Regions from separate parts of the Danio rerio genome. Here region 1 is linked to region 2. A link is a contact called in public HiCAR-type data. All regions are on one chromosome and are shown on one strand. Each heading gives the region's core, a stretch centred on a gene start, on an enhancer-like site or on the middle of the called end of the contact. The rest is flanking DNA. Distances are from core to core; before and after follow the strand shown. Region 1 holds the start of rpia (ribose 5-phosphate isomerase A (ribose 5-phosphate epimerase)). Region 2 holds the start of slc4a11 (solute carrier family 4 member 11).

Region 1 (5,613 bases), core at 1,117-3,616, 160 kb before region 2:
TTGAATTAAAAAATAATTCCTTTCATTGTCTTATAAAAAAATAAAAAATAAAATAATAATAATAATAGTAATAGTAATAATAATAATCGGGCATTGCAAAACATAGGTTGTTATGGCAATATTGACATTTTGGAGCACCTTCTTTGAGTAGATGTCCATGTGTAATTTTAGCTTGTCCAATATGTAATCTCGTATAAACCATCTCAACTTGTTTTTAGTTAAAATAATTGTTTGATTTTATTCCTACTTAGGGCTGGATGTTAAAAAGTTTATTGTTTGAGTGCTGCTTTCCATTTAGAATGTAGCTTTTTAATTAGCATTTTCAAGTCTGAAGGTTATTTACACATCACTTAAGTAAATGTTGAATGATTGAGAATAATTGGATCAGTCCACCATGATGACATTAAAACACGAGTAAGAAGAAGCTTAACCTTACATTCCTGTAGATTCAATATCATGAGTTTGATTCTAATCGAATAGATCTACATTGTGTATGTATACCTTGAATTTGGGTTATCGTTACCTGAAAAATATGTAATATGCAATATTGCTGTTGAGTACTGCAAAAACATTATCTCTTATGGTTATAAAATTGCCCTATTTTTTAAGCTTTAAAAACAGTTATGTAATGATCATACTAAAATAAACAAGCAATAATTTAATAAAACATTTGCAAAAATCAAAAGGTGCAAACATTTACATTCACTTTGGAATACAAGAATTTAAAGTATTTTTATTTGTACTGTTAGAGGGATAATAATAATAATAATAATAATAATAATAATAATAATAAAACATTTGTTCTACTTATTCTTTTTTACTTTAAAACCCAAATGTATTGGAAATAATCAAGGGTTGTAATATAAGGTAATATACCTGAGGATTAATAAAATAATAAATAATTACTTCAAAGCATTTTCAGTCTCACTTTCTTGCAACGTTCAGGCAGAAGTTCTGTTTTGGCCTACAATTTATTTTATTTCATTTATTTTCATTTGATTCATTTATTTTACCTCTCTGTAATATGAATATTGCATGTACTTTTATTGCGATGACAATAATAATTTTCTGAAATATTGTGCAGCCCTAATAGAAGGTTCATCTTGGAGAAACAAAATTTTAGAATCACCCATATACCTCTATGCAAAGTAATTTAAGGTATGGCTGCACAATAAATCATTTCAGCATCGATATCGCAATGTGATCATTGGCAATAATCACATCTCAGGATTTGCAATGTTGAGTCTGGATTATAATAAATTAAAAATTTTAATGTGTTTCTGATGCCAGTGAATGTGTGGGGATTTTTAAAAGCATTCAAACATAAGAATTTGTACGGTTTGTAACTTTAATAAAGATTCATTTTATTAAAGTATTTTTATTATTCAATTACTGTACCTGAATACTGTTAGACTCTGTAAAAAACAATAAAACATTGCTTATTTCAATTGCATCTTTTTAAACTATTGATCTATGCTTGTAGATGTTTATTATAATCTGTGCAGATGCACTTCTCCACAGAATGAGTCTAAAATTATTAATTATTTTCAAACAGAGATGTTCAAGTCATTTGGTCAAATTGTATTCATGATGACGCAATATATATTGCAGAATGACAAAATGTCGCAAAGTTCGATTTTTCCAATATCGTGCAGCTCTGATTTGTACCACTGAGTGTGCTACAATCAATAATATAATGTAACGTAACACGAGAGACTGCAGCAGTAAACCACGTAGCTATTTCCAAGCATGCTAATCGCTATAAAGGTTTATTTTGAGCAGCTTTGGCATCCTTATATCACCTAGCTTACTAAATGTGTGAAGCAATCCAATGCGTAAACAAACAAGCTCGCTCGCTCACTTCACAGTCGCTGACTTCACTTACATATGACATGTAGCATCATAGCTAGCATGATTCAAGCTACAGTGCGACAGCGTACACTAACTACAAACTGAACTGTCAGAAAAAAACGCAAATGTAAGCCAGCAGAACTTTGAATTTACAGTAAATAAATAACGTTATATAAATTGACATGCGTGAAGTCTGCCACGCGTGTTCAGTCACGCCTCCTGAAGTGTTTAATACTCCTTTTTTAGACCGCTAAACTTATGTAATTTCTAGATTTATGTAATATATGTCACGTAAAAAAGATAGATACTGAATCTCACCTGTATGTGGTTGTCCACAGCAGCATAAGCCGCCAGTTTCTTGGCCTCTTCAGCCATGCGAGAGCAGTAGAGCCGCCTGCTGCTGTTGATTAGTCGCACGTGTTTGCCCGGTGGAGAGAAGAAGTGGAGGAGAGATCTGAATCTGTAGCTGATCTGAGCGAACACAACCCTCCTCATCACACTGCGCGCTCACTGTCAACACGAGCGTGACCGCGCAGAGACCAAACTAACCGGACCGTGAGCGAAGGGTTAAAGGACGATCAAAACCAAACCTGTCAGATAACAGGAGTCAGGTGTTCTGCTGGACGCAATATCAGAGCAGAGTCCAGTAAGAAAGGTCGGTTCCTGAAGGAATTGTTCACTTGAGTCGGTTCAATCAGTTGACTCAGTGGCAAGCGGTTTCAACATTTAAGGTACCATTTTCATGCTACTAAAATTCTACTTGTGTTGGCCACTGGTTCTATATTATTCTTAAGGAACTACTCTGTGCATTTAAGAAATGCAGTACGTATTCATCACTAGCTGTTAGTTGTTTGTTGTAGATAGATAAGCTACTGATAACTTTATCAATAGAAACTGATATAAGCTACTAAATCAATAGATAGGCTACATATTCATGATGCAGCACTTACTGATTATTACTATTCAGTGTAAGAATTTGTGTTTTACTTGTAAGATTTTTAATCTAGTCATAATCAATAAATTTTGCATAATTACTAATGACAATCACGTGATTCTGGTGGCCTGCAAAATTCTGATGGAGGGCAGGAAGTAAAAAACCTGAATAGGAAACATAGAGGAAAGTCTGCATTTTAGTAAATTCTACCATATTTTAAAGGAGATTTATAAGGAGAAAATAGCCACATGTGGAGGGCACGATCATGAAGAGGGCCGCGTTTTTAACTAAACTAAAATAAATTTCCTGGTCAGAGGCAATGGATACTGTATAAGCTTTTACGCTACATGAAAAAATACTATACTAAAGACTATAGTATAGTGTTTGGAAGCATGCTAAAGATACTTGAATTAAATTGTCATAGTAAATATATAGTTGCTGTGGTACGACACAACTGCAGTAATTAACAAATTATTCAATAGGCTTACAAACAGTTTTCTATGCTACAATTATACACCATCACAATGATCCACAGTTTACACTAAAGTTACAGTATTAATTACAGTTTATCAGGTCACTATACAGTATTCTGTAGCATTCAAAAACAAAGAGTTGTACACATTATAAATTACTATAGCTTTTTTCCCCTATATAAGCAGACAGATATGCAATTTAAACAATTATAAACAACATAAAACAGAAAAAAATTTATGTTCTGTTTTGAAGTTCTGATGTTCCTATATAGAAGAATCACTTCCTGCCCTCTATCTGAGTCTTGCGTGTTATCAGTGACGTCATGAAAACAACCAATAGTAAGTTTATTAAACAAGAACCAGTACCCAAAAAATAACTACTAAAATTATTAGTAGTATCTATTAAAATGAAGCCTTCATTTGCAAAAACAGGTAACCACCCTTTTTAGAAACTTTCAGAAATTGAGTTGTTTGTCTGTCATTTTTAGAAATTATGTTGTTTTGCAATTGTAGGCCCACTCTTCAATGCACAACATAAACATATCTGAAAATCACTAAGAACAGAATCATCTGTTTTTGCAAATAAACTCATAATATATGTTAGAATCTAACAAAATGTAGCCTGTTATTTGAGTAGGCTACTAGGACTTAATTTATCTGTCAATCATTTGATGTTAATATATTACAAACAAGCCAGTAATTTTTGTGCTAGTACCAATTCAGGCAGTAGTACGTTTACTAGTAGCCTACTTATTCAAAATGGACACTTGTACACTTTTTGAATTGAACTCAGCTGTAGACATTCCAAATAAATGATAGTATAAGGCCTTTAAAGAAGCTGGTGAATGTTAAGATATAAAGTAATAATATAGTTACAGTATAGTAATAATTACTAATCGCTAAATATTTTCTAGTAATAACTGCTTATATATGTAATTAGTTTTGTTGACCTTATCCTGCACTGCAGAGGTGTGCTCATTTTTGTTTTAGAACTTCATCCAGTCTTTAACATCTTTAATACACTCAGTTAGCTTAGACAGTTCATAGATTTAGTTGCTTATGGAAGAAATAACTAGGAATAATAGGAATAAAGAAACTACTTGCTCTACAAACAAGTGTGCTCATGACTATATAAAAAATAAAATAATATAGTAGGAAAATGCCAGTTTGTAACATTAAGCAGCATAACAAGCAGATTATAATGTCTAAAAGTCAATGGAGATAAATCAGGATTTCTGCAGGTTTCATCAAGTCAAATTTAATACTTTTAAGACCATTAAGAATGAAATTTTAGACTTATAGAAGGGTAAAGACTAAGAATTTTTTTCCTAATGAACCGGTATTGTTGGTCATTGGATGGATGTCGGCCCGACAGAGTATATCTTCACTTGGGCAAAGCAAAATGAAGACATGTTTAAAACGATTTAGAACCTACAACACAATATTTCAGTGAATTTAAGACTTTTTAAGGCCTAAAAATTCATTTTTAAGGACTTTTTAAGACCCAGCATACACCCTTTAAATGAGACTGGAAGTCAAACCAAAAGATTCCGGCTGTGCCTGCTTGTACGTGAAGAATAAGGTCAATAGATTAAATGTTAAAATGGCTTGCCATATAGATTAATCTGTTTCTGACCTTTCTTTGCTTTGTTTTGCTTTGTTTTGTTTTTGTTTTGTTTTTATCTGCATTCGAAGTGAATCAATTTAACTAATCAAATAGGGTGAAAAAGTAGGTTACTGTATACTAAAAAGCTAATTGTGGAAGACAATTTGCTCAAGCTGCAAAATGAGGAAGAAATGTGATTTGTTATGGGAATGTTGTTAGTGCCAGATGGGTAGGTCTGAGTTTTTCATATACTTATAATCTACTGCATTTTTCTGATCGACTGGGCCACAGCCATGAGAACGATAAAACTAACCAATGAAAGGCAGTTCTGTTGATTAAAAAAAGTCTGTAAGAGAGAATGGCCAGACTGGGTTAATTAGCAACAGTAACTCACATAACCACTCCTTACAACAAAAGTTTGCAAAAAAACAAAACAAAACTGGACAATCAAATGTCATAATATGGTTGCCTGGTCTGATGCATCTTGATTCCTCCTAAAACATTTGTTTGATAGGATCATGATTTGGTGTAAACTACAATAAATCATAGATCCACACTGTCTATCAACAATTCAGGTTATTTTCTCACCTGTATTAATTCTGACCATGTCCATCCTTTTATAACAACAGAACTTGAATCAATGGAGCACCTTTGGGATGTGCTGGAATAGATTTGCATCATGGATGTGCAGCCGACAAATCTGCACCAACTGTCTGATACCTTCACCTTGAGGCCAAATTCAAAAGGAA
Region 2 (5,676 bases), core at 828-3,327:
AAAAGTGGCATGTGTGAGGTTTCTCCCCTGGCGCACGGGCAGCTTCGCAATCAAAGGTCGGAATTCATCAACACTGGCATCCTCTGACATCTTGAAGCAATCTAACGTTTACTCCAGGGGTGGGCAGGGGGGCGCGTCTGTTTGCCTGAGTGTGGGTGTTTGTGTGTGGATGCGAGAGGGGGTTCCTGACATTCGTGAACACAAAGTAGAGGACGGAGCTTTTGTAACTTTTTTCCCGTGAGCTATATTTAATCCATTACGGAAGAGCAGAGGCATGCCTATCTGCGATCAGACTTTGAGTTGAAGAGATGCCCAATTAATTAGTCTCGCGCACAACAACACACAGCACTCGGCCAAGTCTGACATTGTGTGCATTTTTAGGGCCTCTAAAAATATCCATGTTTTGACCACGTCTGAGGGTCAGGCAGATCAACCTCTCCATCATGTGAATGTCTGCGACGGCTTCGCACTCACAGACGCCACTCTTTGTATGGGAGAAGATGCCCATATGGCTGTTTTACAGCGCACCGTAAACAGAGAAGATAAACAGAGGAATGTGTGATTCTAATTTCCTCCTTGCAGACTGTAATGTACAGTGGGTGGAAGACAAATGGAGAATAGAAAAAGTCATTGCATTGCCAACCTCTCTGGGATTTGGCTGATGACTGTACACACACACAAATAATTGCCACACAAAGTCAATCGGCCCTCCAGAAAATAACATCTATTCATATCCCACCATCTGCAAGTGCAAATGGGTTATTTCACACGCAAACACAATGGGAAATCATAAATAAAGAAATTTGGGGACAAAATGTCCACCTTTCGTGTGTGTGTGTGTGTGTGTGTGTGTGTGTGTGTGTGTGTGTGTGTGTGTAATGAGAGGCTAGTGAACAATCCTGAGGCTTGTTACAGTCATAAAAAAGACAGAGGACATCGCTTATTATATTAGCTTGTCGTTAATTTAATTCGATCCATCCGTTCATCCATTGGAGCAACTTGTAGCGATTGCTCGCTTATATGAAATTGCATATGAGAAAGTTCTCAAGCGGGTACAGTGACCTGCTCCAATGACATTGAGATTCTCTGGAAATGATGGTATTGACAGAGTGCCACCGCGATTATCCACAAGCCGAGATGGCCACAAAGTAAGTGTCAATTACAACAGGCTGATCAAATGCGCACTTGATGCTGTGTGTCACACACGCACACGAAGAAACACACATAATCATGCGAGGAGAGAAAATTGAGACATCAACTGATTTTGAAGTTCAATCCCTTAGGCGGAGGATGCAAATCACAGTCTCATTATGGACGTTTGTGTATGTGTGTGTGTGTGTATTGGGGGGAAGACGAGCACAAGATTTAGTGTCTTCCCACATCTATTACCTACTGTGTTTACACTGAGTGAAGGGAAAGGACAGCGATGTAGGTGCACTTGACAGAGCGTGTGTTGCATGCGATATTAGACCGACTTCTCACAATGAGACAAACTGAACAGCAACATCGCGTACAAATAAGACCTGCTCTCCCAGAGGACTACCAGCTACACATACCCGCTCATTCTCACGCGCACGCACACTCCAACAACGCCTGATCAAGGTTTTGTTCCTAGCGCTGCCTTACAGGTACTTGATTTTGATCTGTGTTTAGCATCAGTCTCTTTTCCCACATCTCCCTCTCCCTCATTCGTGTTTCAGCACGTGTGTGTGCAGGTATCTGAAAGTGTGTGATGTCGTTTTTCCTATTTTCTCGACTGATTAACAGCATGAAAGCGTTTAACGACAAAAAAGCAGCATTCCAGCATAACGCACCCCCCCAAAAAAACAGCAGCAGGCATGTGAGAAAAACAATCCACAGACCTGCAGGATTCAACAGAGGGAAAACTTACGACAACACACAGATACACATGCATCCTCTGCGCTGCACATGTTTAGCACACACTCTCAAATTTCAGGAAACCCTCAGATGCTCAGTCGTGACAGCGCAGAAGCATGTCCATATGTGTGTGTGAGTGAGAGTGCATGTGGTTCTTACCGGATGGCACAAAATGAAGAACTTTGTTTGCTTCCATCATTCCCTTGTCAACCCATAATCATCCTGTAGTCCTGACACTAATGAGGGCAAGATCACCTCTGCTCCGGTCTCCTGTCTCTCTGCTCCTCTCTTCACTTCTACCTCTCCCTCTCTTTCTCTCTCTCTCTCTCTATCTATCTTTCTTTCTCTCTCTCTCATTCCTCAGACATATTTAGTGAGTCAGCCTTGCCCTGCCTCCGCTGAGCTGTGACTCTGGGTCCTAAAGCCTATGTTTCCTGCATTTCTCCTTTCACTTTGTGTACCTGATGTTTACGATCATAAATCGTCACGACAAAATCTGCCTGACATTTATTTTACTTTAAGGTTAGAGATGTGCATTTATGTCCAATAGTAGTCAATAAATGGTGCTTTCTGCAAAATGTTAAGCAATGTGCGACATGTGGTGTCTGTAAGTTTACATACTGATGTCACTGTAATGATTTTTGTTTATTCCACAATATGGGACATCATGTCTTTCTAGCATCTACCCAAATTAATACATAGAAATGAAGACCTGGTGCATGTTTTGATGCTGTCATTTTTGTTGTGGTGCTTCTGGATTATTTGATGAGGTCATTTTTTTGAGGAAGACATGCTGAAAGAATGTTTCAAAGAGATGTACTGCCATCATGGCTCCTGAAACGTGATAGATTAGATGGCACATATATTGTAAGCAGATTGTCTTCAGTTTGTTGTGTAGGGAGCTGTACTGTTTCCAGGTAAAGTCTGATGTATGATTAAATAGACGCGAGCGTGAAAAGACCAATTAAAAAAGAGAAAGCAATTCAGCACGACAATAGCACAACGACTGCTGCGTTTGATTAAAAATTGAATGCCAAACATTCTGTCTATTTAAGTCAACTGATAACTTTTTTAATGAAAACGTTAATTTTGTTTAAGATACAACATATTTTTGCACTCTTAGTTCTCCCAACAATGTATATTCTGAAATTTGCTTTTTATAGCCATAAAATAGAAGTCAATGGTAACCAAAGCCGCATGATTACCAACATTCTTCAATAGATCTGATTTTGTCTCCACAGACAAAACAAAGTCATACATTTTTGATTGGAATGAGGGTGAGTAAATGATCACAGCATTTCTATTTTTGTAAAGATGATCCTTTACAGGCTCAAATTACAAACAAACTGTCCACAAGTTTGAACAGGGATTGAACAATTAGAATTAAGGTGTAGAGGATGATGATGAAAAAAGTTGTGATTCATTATAACAATAGAAAATAAATAAATATAATAATCAAGAAGATTTATTTATTCAATTTCCTTTGACTTATTCTCTATTTCAGAGGTGAACGAACTATTTATTCCAGCATACGTTTAACACAGCTGATGCCCTTCCAGCCACAGCCCAGTACTGGTAAACACTCATCCACACACATCCACTCATAGACTGGCCAATATAGTTTATTCATTCATTCATATATTCAATGTCCTTCGGATTAGTCTCTTTATTAATCAGGCGAAATTAACCGCCAACTTATCCAGCACATGTTTTTTGCAGCTGATGCCCTTCCAGCCGCAACCCAATACTGGAAAATACCGATACATACCAGCATATACACACTTATTATTTAGCTTATTCAATTCACCTATTTGGATTGTGGAGGAAACCAGAGCACCCGGTGAAAACCCACTGGAACACGTAGAGAACATGCAAACTCCACACAGAAATGCCAACTGGCCCAGCTGGGACTCAAACCAGTGACCTTCTTGCTGTGAGGCGACTGTGCTAACCACAGAGCAACTGTGCCACTACTGAACAAGAAGATAATAAAAAAAATTAACTAAATACAAACCACCTGGTGCTAGGACTTCAAAAATGACTGTTTGCTTCAATTTCAATGAAATAAATGTTTTATCTAGATAAGCATTCCATAAATTTTGTACGTTAAAGGGTTTTGTGGTACTAACATATATGTATAATGTAATAATCCTTTTATTACTTTCTAGCAACATTTAGAGCATCGAAATATATACACTGTAAAACCCAACAGTCAACTTTATCAAATGAAATGAATGTAGTTAACTCAAAATTTACTGTAAGTTACTCATTTAAAAAGAGTTTTGAACTTATTGTTTAGGGTAATGAGTGAATTCAATACCTCATTAAATAGAGTAAGTTCACAGTTCTCGTATAGATTCGTTTTTTTTACTCAAATAGTTTGTTACAATCGGTTTCCTCAAATGGTTTGAGTTGCCTTAATTTATCAATTTAAGTTATTTTTATTTAATGGGTTTTACTGTGCTCAAATTGCTTCATTTAATCAAATGGATTAAGTTCACAGTACTCATTAGGAATTATTTTGGAACTAAAATGGTTTGTGGCAGTCGGTTTCCTCAAATGGTTACCTTAACTTACCTTAACTTTTTGGGTTTTACAGTGTATATAAATAAAGTATTTTTCCAACTCAAACTCTTAAATGTCTCAAATGTCTCTGAAACTCTCAAACATCATATATCTTGAATGCTTAATTGGAAATAGAAAGGTAATTAAAATGTTCACTGCTATTAAAAAATACTATTTTCCAAATTTGATATAAAATACATATTTTGCTTAATATATCCGCTCTAAAACTGAAAAACGAAAGGAAAGTAAGCCAAATATACATACATTTTAAAAAGTTGTTTCAAATTTGAAGTTGATATCTCAAAACAAGCTTTCAGTAAGACTGCGAACTGAGTGTGAGTGTTTTCCCAAGACTTTTTGAATCATGCATATTTATTTAATTGTATTTTTATATTGTGTATTCACATAGCAATAAAATAAAAAGTCCAAACAAAAAATAAAAATTGTTCAAGGCCGAACACCAAAAGGTTAACAAGCCAAAGAACTAGTCGAAAAATAGGACCCTGAAGTAGAAAATGAAAGCAGTAACTGAAAATGATGACAAGACATAAGAAGAAGATGAAATAGATGACATCGGAAAACAAGTCGAAAACAATGAAGAAGACCAAGACGAATAGAATGTTCGAGGAATTTCTAACAGGCACTGTAATGACTCATCATTCCAAGGCTGTTTGTTTTATTTCTCTTGTCGAGTGGGGTGGAGAGTATGGGGAGGATCTGTTTTTTATTTCAGCCCTCACAGTAAGTCTTATAAAAAGTGTAGAACCCCTCTTTCCTCCCTCCATTTTGTTGCCATCAAAGGCTTTTTCCAAAAAATAAAAAAACACACCTGTTGGCAGCATGTAAAAGAGTTTGTAGAGGCTTGTGTGTGTAAGTGTGTGTATGTGTATGTTTGGCTGGAATGTTCACACAGCTCTTGTGCTCCAGACTGTATTGTGATGCGCTGCTCTTTAAACTGTTCTGTAATGGCCAGACCGAGTACCTCCCACAGCATGACATGCAAAAAAAAAAAAAAAAACATTTGATTCGACCACCTACGAGTACAAGCATTCAAGACAACAACACTCCTGAAGCACCACACCTCACTGTCCATGCATACACAAACTGTCTGACTGATTCATAAGATAGAGCAGGGTGGAAAGGGTTAAATTCTGATGTGGGCACAGGATGCAGTGGGTACACAGACTGAGGTCAATCACTGACCTTGCTATTGTCCTTGAGTTCAGCAGAGTT

Evidence for each region. HiCAR-type assays count read pairs that join an accessible place to other places.
Region 1: a contact with region 2 is called in a HiCAR-type map of caudal fin, with 7 times the contacts expected there. The contact joins the promoter of rpia here to the promoter of slc4a11 in region 2. A contact is called at or near these places in 4 of 18 Hi-C or Micro-C datasets (caudal fin, embryo, hematopoietic stem cells and 1 more) and 1 of 4 datasets of contacts at active chromatin or transcription factors (caudal fin).

What each region holds. Positions count from the first base shown.
Region 1 is chr13:14,330,651-14,336,263 of GRCz12tu, reverse strand. rpia (ribose 5-phosphate isomerase A (ribose 5-phosphate epimerase)) reads right to left here and starts at 2,366. Exons shown (of 9, transcript NM_001007289.1): 1 at 2,170-2,366. The coding sequence starts at 2,346.
Region 2 is chr13:14,170,791-14,176,466 of GRCz12tu, reverse strand. It overlaps slc4a11 (solute carrier family 4 member 11), which reads right to left and starts at 2,077. Exons shown (of 20, transcript NM_001159828.1): 1 at 2,038-2,077. The coding sequence starts at 2,077.